Regions from separate parts of the Mus musculus genome. Here region 1 is linked to region 2. The links are chromatin contacts, called in public Hi-C maps. All regions are on one chromosome and are shown on one strand. Each heading gives the region's core, a stretch centred on a gene start, on an enhancer-like site or on the middle of the called end of the contact. The rest is flanking DNA. Distances are from core to core; before and after follow the strand shown.

Region 1 (6,027 bases), core at 3,358-5,857, 280 kb after region 2:
AGTGTCAGAATCTCAGAGTACGAAGAGAAGGATGATGTGGTAAAGATATTTTGAATGAAATAGGAACACAGGACCAGAAAAGAGCTTATGAACTTACTGTTGCAATGCAGCTTTACCTAGGCTGGCTCAGGGCACTGGGAACTTTTCTACAGCATTTTAGAAAAAGTTTGTCAATTTATATGAAGGAAGTTGCTTCTCTGTGTGTGATATAGAGTGAGCTAGAGTAAAATCACAATGCCTGTCAGTATTTAGAATGAAAAGGATTATTGAAGCTTATGTATTGAACCAAGATGCAGAGGTTTACCTCATAAGACCAAGCAAACCAACACTGATGGGAAAATATTGAACCATTACATGATGCATGAAACCAGTTCATGCACAACTAGCGGTCAACCCAGACTAAGCTACTATTATGTTTTGTTTGAGTAAATTTCCTTGGTAGTACCATGCAAAGCTACTGAAGGTGATAAGACAGAAGAAAACTATTCTAGCCTCCAAAAATTTTCCTAGGCTTCTTTAGATATTTTACATGATATAATTGTCTTTCTTCTTTTCTCAAGTTTAGTACTGTCTGTGGTCCTCAAACAGATGTCATCCAACAATTATCTATTAATGTGCCCCAAATTTATGTGACTAATTCTTTGAATCTATACAAGGCATTAAAGTATTTTGCACCGTAGCTGAGGATCAATTAAAAATAGACACACACATGTATATATTTAGTATATTAACTCTTAGATGATTATACAAATTCACATTGAGCTTTCATCTCTTTGTAGAAGCAAGCCATCCCCCAGCTCACATCCCCCAGTGGAGCTCTTTGGCAACAAAATGTATGTTGAAATACTTGAGGAGTCTGCTCTTTTCTTATACATGGGCGTTTTGCCAGAATGAAGTTCTGTGCACCATGTGTGTGTGTCTGCTGCACATGGAGGCCAGTCATGGGCATCAGTTATTCTGCTATTGGAGCCACCGATGGATACGAGCCACTCTGTGGGAGCTGGGAATCAAAACTGGATCTTCCAGGAAACCATCCATTGTTCTTAACTGCTGGGCCATTTCTCTAGACACCTTTCATGTTAAGTGGTATATCATTTGCTACTTTAGCATTCTTTTAGTTTGAAATTTTTAGTTAGAATTTTTAGTTTGGAAACAAAGAACAAGAGTTTTTCTTTTGATTATTTTATTATTCTCATCATCATCATCATCATCATCATTATTATTATTATTATTATCATTATTATTATTATTATTATTATTATTATTATTATTATTGAGACACTATCATACAATGTAGCCTAGGCTGGCCCAGAACCTGCAATGTTCTTGCCTCCACCTTCTAAGTGCTGGGACTGTAGACATCTATGAAACCTATCAAAAAAAATAAAATCCAAGCAGAAAATTAATAATAAAACCCTCATTTTGATTCATTGTGTTAACTTTCTATTTCTTCTGTAATAAATTACAGAACCCTTAATGTTTTACATGTATGACTTAGGAGTCCATGTTCACTTTATAGTCTTTCAATCAAATTAGCCTTAGGATAAGACAGAGGGACTTCTGGTATTTCTGCAATTTTCGGTCCCCAGTTCTTGTCCCTCTATCAATCTCAATCATGTTTCCAGCTTCACCTGAAACTCTCCCATCCTGCTTCACTTGTACAAGGGAAGTCATAAAAGATGGGACAAGCTCACTATCTCAAAATTACATCTTCAAACTCCTTCTGGGCATGTTATGTGGTGACAGATTTAAAAGTTAGATTGCAGGCACATGTTGGGGCACATCTTTTTTTTTTTTTTTTTTTTTTTGACTAGCATATGCATCAGCATATAGCACATAAACTTTGAAACAGCAAAAGCTTTGAAAGCAAGGATAATGAAGGATTCATCTACTTTGTTTTCAAAAGAAAGAAAGAAAGAGAAAGAAAAACAATCATGTTAGAAATCTTCTTAACACAATATGAGCACAATACAAATAAAATGTTGAGTTTTAAGTTTCTTCCAAAAAGTAGATGAGCTTTTGCCAACTCAGTCAGTTTCTAATTTGTGCGGTCAAGGGTATGTAAGTCAGTTCACTATATGATGAAACTGTTTAATATGTACCCAGAGAAGAAGTCTTTGGAAAACATAACTATCTGCCAAAATAATATTACAATTTTAACCCATGAATCTAGTATCATATACCCATTTCAAATGTAAATTAGAATTATGAACTATGAAGAGTTATAGGCAACATCACGCCCTAAATGTGCAATGTAGATGGTCATTTGTCCCCTAGGTCAATGCACAATTATATCCTACATGTCACCAAGTAGAACAGGGGGAGAATAACAGAAGAATGTACTAACAGAGAAGGTAGAAATAAGATCAAATAAGGGGGTCACTGAAAGAAGTCAAAAAATAAAGGAGAGGAAAACAAGAACAAAATGCACACTAGGAGGAGGAAGAGGAGGAGGGCTGTCACTACCACCACTCATAGAGACATAAGTGTTACGAAGGAAAAACAAATGGTGTTTGTGCAAATTGTTATTTCGCTTTCTACCATGGATTTGACACTCGTGTATTATTTAGTCTTATTCTTTGGAATGCCTGAGATAGGTATATTCATACCGATTTGATCTTATATTTTAGCGTGGTCTTTTAGAAGCAAACCTGATCTTTTTTTATTTTTAAGATATATTCATTTATTTTATGTATGTGAGTACACTGTTTCTCTCTTTAGACAAATCAGAAGAGGGCATCGGATTCTGTTACAGATGGTTGTGAGTCACCATATGGTTGCTAGGAATTGAACTCAGGACTTCTGGAAGAGCAGTCAGTGCTGGTAAACACTGAGTTATCTCTTCATCCCAGCCTAATCTTTTTTTTTAATGGCAGACAGAAAGGGAGTGGATCGAAACTGGGGAGGAAGTGGGAAGAAAGTTGGAGGCGTAGAGGAAAGGGAAAGGCTAATCAGGATACATGTGAGAAAAGAATCTGTTTTCAATGAAAGGAAAAAAATAAAATAAATACAGACCTTTTAACCCCGCAATATATAGTTATATAGATATAGAAGATAGATAGATAGATAGATAGATAGATAGATAGATAGATAGATAGATAGATAGAAAACAATAATAGACTCAGTGATCATTGAAAAAGAGGGGTTGGAAAGAATGTGAGAGCTGAGAGTCGGGGAAAGTATTACAAAGCATATCTTTTAGATATGACACACCTGAGACTCTAGCAAATGTGTCTCTCTATACAAGACTTTCACAAGACCAAGATGCTAAAGGGAAGGAGCTTTCAAGGCCCATTCATATTGGAGGAGCTACTGATTGTTGATAGCTGCTAAAGGAGGAGAGTCACTTTTCCTGGGAAATGGGAGCCATCACCCAGTAGACGTCTTCACATATGTTTATGATAGGCTCTAATTGGTATCATGGAATAGTAATAAATTAATAAGAATAAAATTAAAAGAGAGCATGACGTTTGGGGGTAGGTATGTTATTGAGGCCTGGAGGGCAGGAGTTCAAAGGGGTAGTGGCAGTATATCTGACAAAAAGCACTGTATGTGTATAAGAAAAGTTTAAAGAATAAATGAAAATATTGCCCTAAAAAAAAGCCAATTATCCACAGTTAAAGAAAACAGAGTTCCTGAGCAGCTCACTGTTAAAGTAGAGAGATAAAACACTTTTGGATGATATTAAATTAATAATCAATTAGGATGATTACTGCAGTAAGATAAGTAGAAATCAGAAGGGATTCCTAGAACAGGGTGTAGTCCTGTTAGTGAACCAGTGTGGCTTTTTAAAAGACCCTGCATTTTTACTGAGACTCAGAGAAGGGCTACATTATTCACTAGAGATTAGTGATCACTAAAAATCAGGGATTAGTATGAGTGAGCTGATCAATTTAATATATAAAAATGACAGGGCCCTCCTCTGAAGTCCAGTGCTACTCAGCCTTCAATATTGTTCAGGCTAGCTTTGAACTCACAGCAATCTTCCTGCTTCAGCCTTCAAAGTGCTGAAATTATAGATGTGAGCCATCACACCCAGAAAAGTGTAAGCGATTGAAACATAAAAACTTCATTGACTAATGACTTATAATATGAAAAGTTAAAAATCAAAAAAAGTTACATGTGGATATGTTAATTTATTCTTGATATTTTTGATGTGGATTTGAAAGAAACTGTCATGTTGTACTGTAGTAGATTTCAAAGTGTCAGAGGCAAGAGAAAAACATTTCCTAGATGACAAAAAAAAAATAGTGTACGTGATAGTGTGACAATTTATAAGACTTGCCTAAATATAACCCATAGGTAATCACCTCCAGTCTGGCAACATGCTGATCTTGTACTTAGCATCTACGACTTCTCACAGGTCTTTCAGGATTGAGTGTCAATGCCTTCCTCTGAAACAGGAGAATACTAAAACCACAAAATAGTATGTAATTGAGTAATCAAATAGCTGCCTTGCATTAAGTCCATAAGAGACAGGAGCCAATTATCTCTTCAAGAAGAATCTGATTCATTTGGAATAAAAATAACCTGACCTGCTTACCCTGAGCGCCTCATTACCCACAGAGGATCCATTTACAGGAACTCTTGATGAATCAGTGAAGCACAAGCAGGCATGACTCTTCAAGACAGGATTGAGAGCCAACTCCAAGAAGACTAAGACAACTGGCTAATTTCACACCATCTCAAAGAGCCCAAATTGAACAATAACTTCATTATCTATCACAAAACATGACTGAAGTTAAGCCACTGTTAATCCCTGGAACTACTTAGACTTGCCAAGGAGGAGAGGACGGGGGTGGACAAAGAAAGAGAAAATCCCCACAGCTCTAGGTAAATCATTGCAACTGTTTACAAGACAAAAGAGGAGCTCTATAGAAACCGATTATAAACAGCATATGTTATTAAACTCAAAACACATGAAAGAATAAAGGAAAGCCACATATATTTTCTCAGTGTGACAGGGTCTGAGTCAAGTTCTGTGGCAAGTTGAATAAGGCCACAAAAAAAGACCTTGGCATCTTTCATAGATCATTAAAATGCTCCTTTCCCCCCAAAATAAAAGCATTTGCCTCTTTAATATGGATGAAAGCCCATAGAATACATTAAATGCTGTGCACACATATCTACTCTCCTGTCCTGGAAACAGCTATAGCTGCATAATGTATACTTATGATTGAGTAACCAAGCTCTTCCCTGCTGAACCCCTCAAAAGCCATGGGGTCACTTTTCCAAGCAATTCCTTCTAATGGTTTCAGTACACTTTTATTTTTTTAAAGGGTATTGAATATCATTTGTTTTAGAATTAGTCTTCAATAGGTTTATCCCCCTGTGTGTCTGTCTTCTATTGTTATAGGACAAATTATTGCATACTTTGTTATTGGCTCACAAGTGTGACATTGAGAAAGCCTGGCACAATGTGGCTGGGTTTGTTGTTGTTGTTGTTGTTGTTGTTGTTGTTGTTGTTGTTGTTTTATTTTGTTTTTTTTTCTTGCAGGATTGAAGTCAAGCTCTTGGCTTGCTGCATTCTTATCCCCGCAGGAATATTTCTTTTCTTCACAGAACTCCCATCTTTGCAGCTAGGACTCTCAATTTGACAGAGAATGTAGTCTTCAAGCTTTGCATCTTTCTGAGTGACTCTTTTTATGACTCCACAGAGAAAATCCTCATTGTGAAAAGTTAATTCCTATGGCTTTTAGGTCCCGTGGCATAATGCAACATTAGAAGAGATTTCGGGATATTTATGAGCTCTCAGAATTAGAGTTTCCATGTTTGAAACCATCTTCTAGAATTCTGCCTACTGCCCCCTGGGTGGTACTTGGAGAACATCTTTAACTCACATGCTATCAGCAGCATTTTCTATTGTTTGTGGCAGTGCCAACTGAACAGGAGCTAGCAAGAGCTCTTTCACAGAGTTGTGAACCCCAAACCATTCTTTACTTTTTAGTTTGAAACAGAGTCTCACTAAACTCTTCAGACTGGTCTTGGGCTCACTTCATAGCTCACGGTAAATTCAAGCTTGACATC
Region 2 (5,699 bases), core at 2,430-4,929:
TATGGTAACTCATGGCAATGGGTTTTCTATTCAGGAAGCTCTAAGCCCTATTCAGCTAATACAGGAGCTCCCAGGAGCTCTGTCCCTATCCTCACAGCTTCTAGAAGAACACAGCCTAGGTGTGCATGGCTGAAAAGAACTCAGAAAAGACACAGAGCTCATGTGTTAGTCTCTCAATACATTAATTTGTGGACTGCATATCATGCAAGATGCAGATAGTTAATAATACACAACTTCCTAGTATTCATTCATTCTCAGATTCAAAAGTATTTGTAATAGAAATCCCCAAAGGGAATCTCCACGTTGAATCCAAGATACAGACTTAATCCACAGTGCCAAAAAATCTTGGTTGGTACAGATAACGCAAAAGGAAAGGTAATTATGAAACTCAGTGCTGTGAAGTTACATCCTACAGAGTCAACAACAGAGAGTACGGCAAGCTAACTTGCTGTCTAGTAACTATTATCTCTTAATCACCCATTGGGCAAGTCCTCTTTTCCTGGACAACAGCAGCTGACTGTATATCGTATTTATTCAAATTTGATGCTAATCACTAATCGGTTACATATTTGGACTTTATATGCTTATGACTTCATTTGATAAAGTTTGGATTAAGCCTTAGCTATAACAGAAGCAATCTAGGTACAATGAATCTAATCAATACATTTACAATGCATGCCTCAAGTCAGCTAACTCTGGTAATGTGTATGGGAACAAGAATGGGAAAGATGATATTCCAGATACAAGGCTTTAGTTCAGAATCTCCATACAGGACTTGGGTTTGTCTAGAATTGCAAACACGTGACACATAACATATATACCACATCTGTGCTTTATGTCTACAAATTTTCACTGAAAATTAAAATGAAATTAAAATTAAAAACCTTTCTATCTACTAGAACACCTTTGGGAAAATTATTAATATGCAAGAAAAACACGATCTCATTTGAATTACTAATCTTACCTAGGAAGATGTAAACATTAAGTTTATGAATGAATCATTTTGCATAAGCTGCACGACAAAAGACAAAGATTTAAATTTTGGGTTCTTTTCAACCCAATTATTTTTTTTTTTTTTTTTGCAAAATGTAAAATGTCATCCATAAATAGGTTCCTGGGCTTGGATATGTGTTTTAGCTCATTCCACGGAAATACACCCTTCAATTAAAAACAAACAAACAAAAACAAAAACCGTATATTCTCAGGTCAAATATGTATTGACCATTCACATATTTATTCTTAAAAGAATCTATTAAAAAAAGCATCACACCTAGATTTAAAACCTCCAAAGGTACACTGCCTTACGCCTCTCTTCAGAGGGAAATCCCAGGCTAAGCCTTGAAATCTCCAATGGCCTGGGAAGCTGGTCTCCCCCACTTCAAGGAAGCCCATCTACTGTTTGCTTTACACTAAGCAGACCATGAGTAAGTGTATAAACTCTGGACTCTGGCTGGGGAGGGGAGGGGGAGCTTCCTAGCCAATCAGAGCCTCCAAATCTATTGCATCACACACCCCTCCCAGGGTGTGACATCAAATGCAATCCCAGCCCAGCCACGTGGGTTGAAGGAGTGTGTAGCGTTTCTGTGCAGCTGCTACAGAGACTCATTTGGCAGTAAAGGGTCCCAGGAGGTAGTGAAGTGAGATGGGCGGGGCGGGGCCTCCTGGGCTTCTACAAGTCCCAAGCCAGGACGCGGTTGTTGCAGCTGGCTATCTAGTGGCAAGGGTATCCGAGTCAGAATACTGTGCCCGGGAGTTTGGGGGATATCCAGAGAGGTGCTGGTGGAAACGGCACCTACACCTACGACTATGTAATGAGACCTGGGTCTTAGAAGCCTTCGTTCTCAGACACCGCCTATGCTTCCAGCCCTGTCTTAATGGTCCTTTCAGAGCTGTTTCCCCTGGGCTGCCTTTCTTGGGCCAGAGGAAGCCGCCTCTGTCGCCACGAAGTTCTCACCCTTACACAGACCCTCCTTTCAGACCCGCCCTCTGGTTCACCGGGACCGATTTCTAAGCCCTGGCTCACTCTGGGCGGGAACCACCGTGACGAATTCAGTCCAAGGTGTTGATTATCCCGTGTCTGGCTCTCTTCCCACCTCTTCCCAGGCTCCCAGGGCCCCTCGACCCCACATCGGACAAGGGGCTAGAGACAGAGTCCCCTAATCCCCCACACAACAGCGTCTCCAGCTGCAACGGAGGAAAGAAGCGCCAGCGTGCTCCGTGCCACGTCGGATTTGGCTCGGGACTTGGTGCAGCTGCGGGAGCGCAGCGCTGTCCGCGCGCACGCCCTGCCCAAGGGGTGCGGGCCGGCCGGCCAGCGCAAGGAGGGATGCGCGCTCTCTTCTCTCCCCCAGCGGCGAATGCCTGCGTGAGGGACCCCTTGCCCCAGGAAAGGCTTTCTCGGGGTGGCTGTGCCCGGATGCTCGCTGCCTGACACTTTAATGGAGTTTGGAAACTGCAAAGGAGTGGAGGCCCGGGAAAAGGGGGGAGTGGCTGAACCAGGATGGTAGCGCGAGGAGGTGGCGCAGGACTTTCCTTGGGGTCTCTTCCAGCCTAACGTAGCTGGAAACCCGGATCGTTTAACCCTTTCAGTCTAAGCCAAAATTGAGCGGTTTTGTTTGTACCCCCACCTCCACCCCCGCACAGAACTGTGCCAGGGTGTCCAGCCCACATACTGGTGGGAGGTGAGGGAGAAAGAAGGGAAGGGTAGGAAGGTAAGGACAGTTGTGGGATGAATTTTCCGTACACAGTGGAAATCCTTGTTTTCTGACTCCGGAGCCCCTTTGACGCTCGGGAAGATGCCCAGTGGAAAAGTACACCCCGGGACAATCAGCTTTCCTTGGCCACGCAAGTTACCTGTGCGCCCAGAGAGGCAGCGGATTTCACCGGATGATTAAAACCCAGGGTATGCTGCGAGACTTGATAGTGATTGGCAATATTCCCTCATGGGCAGTTTGTTGCGGGGGGGAGGGGGGGGAGTTGGGGGACACTTCAGACCTCAAATGTTTCTATAGAAACTAGGGGGTTTTTGTTGTTGGTTTTTTTTTTAAAGCTCTGTTGATAATTTCTTCTCTGCCCCCAATCTATCTAGGGAATTCAAAGTTCACCCAAACGCGTCTGTATAACGTACCTTGTTCAGCTCCTGCTCATAGACTCGTCCTCCGCCTGTCTGTGTGGTCCCGGAGGGTCGTGGAAGGAAGTTTCCAAAATTGAGGTAATAAGAAATCAGATGAATTTGAGACGACCGGCCAAAAAAAATAAGAAATTTAAAAACAACATTTAAAAAAAAAGATGGGGGAGCCTTAAATGCTTGGTTCTCCCCTCTTTGAGAAGAAATTTCACTAATATTCTCTTTTATTATTTCCGCTGCACTTAAGTCTTCTAATTCTTTTTGTTAAATGTGCTTTAAAAATAAATTAACTTTTCCCCCTGTTTTGCTATTTGCTCCAATCCCCTTCCCTCCGACGACACAAAATCTCTTTTCACATCAACCTACAAGCCGGGTCAAGACTCAGCAGAGTCTAGCAAGAGCAGAATGAAGAAGTCTTTGGCTGGTTCAAGTCCCCCGTTCAATGGGCTGCTCGAAGCCAGGACTGGGTAATTCTTTCCAGACGCCTTGACTTCTCCTTCTTCTTCGCTGTGGTTGCCTTTCTGCCTCCTCCAACTTAAGGGGGTCTTAACAAGTGAGCCGGTGGGTGTTTTAATAGGACGGAGGAGGGAGTGGGGGTGAGGGGAGTGGAGGAGGGAGGTGTAGACTGGGGAACCCGGAGGGGAGGGACTGGGCGGGATGGGAGGCGGGGAGGAGTGGGGGGAAGAGAGAGAAATTGGCCATTCAAAGCCCTCTCTGAGCTAGAGGCCGCTTCTAAACTCCAATGAATTCAATTAACTTGATTGTTAACGTGTGCTGAGAAACGCGGAGCACAGATGCTGACCACCGCCTGATACCTCTCCTCAGGCAGTGACCGCGGAGCGGGCAGCCCTGCTCTGCAAATATTGCTGAAGTCTGTCTGCGTTACAAGGATTCCCTCGACTTGATAAACTCCCCGTTGCATATAAATGATTTTAAGGCCAAACGGTTCTCTTAGGCTAAATCACTGCTCTTGGCGGAATACTGACTCTGTGTGTGTGTGCGCGTTGTGTGTGTGTGTGTGTGTGTGTGTGTACGTCCGTGCTACCTAGTTTGCTCCACAAATGGCCTAGGACGCTAAAAAGAGCGACTAGTTTGCCATTTGTTAACCCTTTCTTCCTCCCAGCTCTAAACTTTCTAAGCAAAAGGCAAATGTCAACGTCTCCCCCCCCCCCCCCCCGCAGTTTTCGCTGTGGGTGGGCTGGACACTGAAATGAGGAAAATTTTTAAATTTCTTTTTTTCTCATGATTCTCAGACATGAAAACATACAAAAGATTCTCGATTGGAAGTTTATAATAATGATGATAGCAATAAACCTGAGAAAGTGTACGGAAGCAGTCATCTCGTAAAACATCTGAAATTACTTTTGCCTCTTGACAGCCTTTTACTTAATGTTTTCAAAATACCATTTTAAAATTTCAATGACGCCAAGACTGGAGAGTTTTCTTTCTCGGGTTTTTTTTTTTTTTTTTTTTTTTTTTTTTTTTTTTTTCAACCTTAGGGCATCCGCGCCCTTTTCCCTTGATCCTTGCGGTCCCCGCCCCTGCCCCCACCCAAAGGAAAAGGTAAAAGGAAAAAAAAACTCAGAGAGCTACAATGGACACTAGGTGGCGCTGTTTAGGAAAAAATGAAAGCGGATTTACGCAGTAAGGCTAAAACTGAAATCTGCTAAAACCTTACTTGCCTTTTACTTCCTTTTCTGTTCTTCCCCACCCATCCCCTCCTTTCTTTTATTTCCCTTCTTCGTGCTCTTGATGTGGGCTTCGTTTGAGTTCTACCGCATCTTGATGCTGTATGGTATATGTGTTTCGGATAAGATCGGAATATAAATTTGGGCAATAGTTAAAGGTCAGACAAAAAGAGAAAAGTGGAATAAACCGGGAGTGAGGCTCGCAACATATCAGGCAGGTGTGGAGTTGAGGATTGTGAATAGGGATGCAGAGTGTGACTGCAACTCGCAGTTGTCAGCCGACCCATCCCCCACAAAGCTGGATCTGCAAAGCCAGTCCCCCCACCCCCGACCCTCACCTCCCCCCACACACCCAAACACAAGGCCATTTCACCTCTGGGAGCCATCACTTTGGTGGCTGACTTCATGCCACTCTGGGGAGACTTCCTCATTTCCCCCCCACAACTCTCTTGACTCTAGCCTTTGAACTCCCGCTTGAGGTGATTCAACTGTTGCAAAGACTGCCTTAAATTTCAGAGCGCAATTTCATCACACTTAATCAGACCTGAGCTTCCTGGTTTTTCATGGTCTGGGAAGTGGTAAATTGCTATTTTAAAGTATTACTCAACTTCTGCGCCGTGACTTATAATGTAAATTAAACTGAGTTGGGAGAAATTGTGGGATGCCAAGTCTCTACCTGTAAACTCCCCAGTGGCCTCATAGCTCCCATTTCTCTATCTCTAAATGCCTAAATGCCCACAAGCAAAGTTACTCTAACAGTTGCTTAATAGTGTTAAATCGTCCTTATGCTAACAGTTCAAGCAGCAGAACACCTAGTAAAACTAAGTTTCTTTATTAAAGAAAAACACATTTGTTGTTTCTTCCTTGTAATTCATAAGCCATAA

What was found. A called contact is a pair of places that touch in the nucleus more often than the background predicts.
Region 1: a Hi-C map of the C2C12 cell line shows a contact between it and region 2, with 2.9 times the contacts expected there. The contact joins the enhancer-like site here to the promoter of Has2 in region 2. A contact is called at or near these places in 5 of 39 promoter capture datasets (the 3T3-L1 cell line, 3T3-L1-derived adipocytes, frontonasal cranial neural crest and 1 more), 1 of 484 Hi-C or Micro-C datasets (the C2C12 cell line) and 1 of 115 datasets of contacts at active chromatin or transcription factors (embryonic fibroblasts).

Annotation. Positions count from the first base shown.
Region 1 is chr15:56,971,099-56,977,125 of GRCm38.p6, forward strand. No RefSeq gene overlaps it. Among named protein-coding and RNA genes, the nearest start is that of Gm38516, 210 kb to the left of the region's middle. Within about 2 kb of position 4,608, at least 26 of the 459 cell types and tissues checked have an H3K27ac peak or open chromatin away from gene starts, as enhancers often do. A contact at or near this core is called in the C2C12 cell line and embryonic fibroblasts, where this site is marked.
Region 2 is chr15:56,690,867-56,696,565 of GRCm38.p6, forward strand. It overlaps Has2 (hyaluronan synthase 2), which reads right to left and starts at 3,680. Exons shown (of 4, transcript NM_008216.3): 1 at 3,128-3,680. It overlaps Has2os (hyaluronan synthase 2, opposite strand), which reads left to right. Exons shown (of 4, transcript NR_002874.2): 2 at 2,748-2,902; 3 at 3,089-3,211; 4 at 3,497-3,594.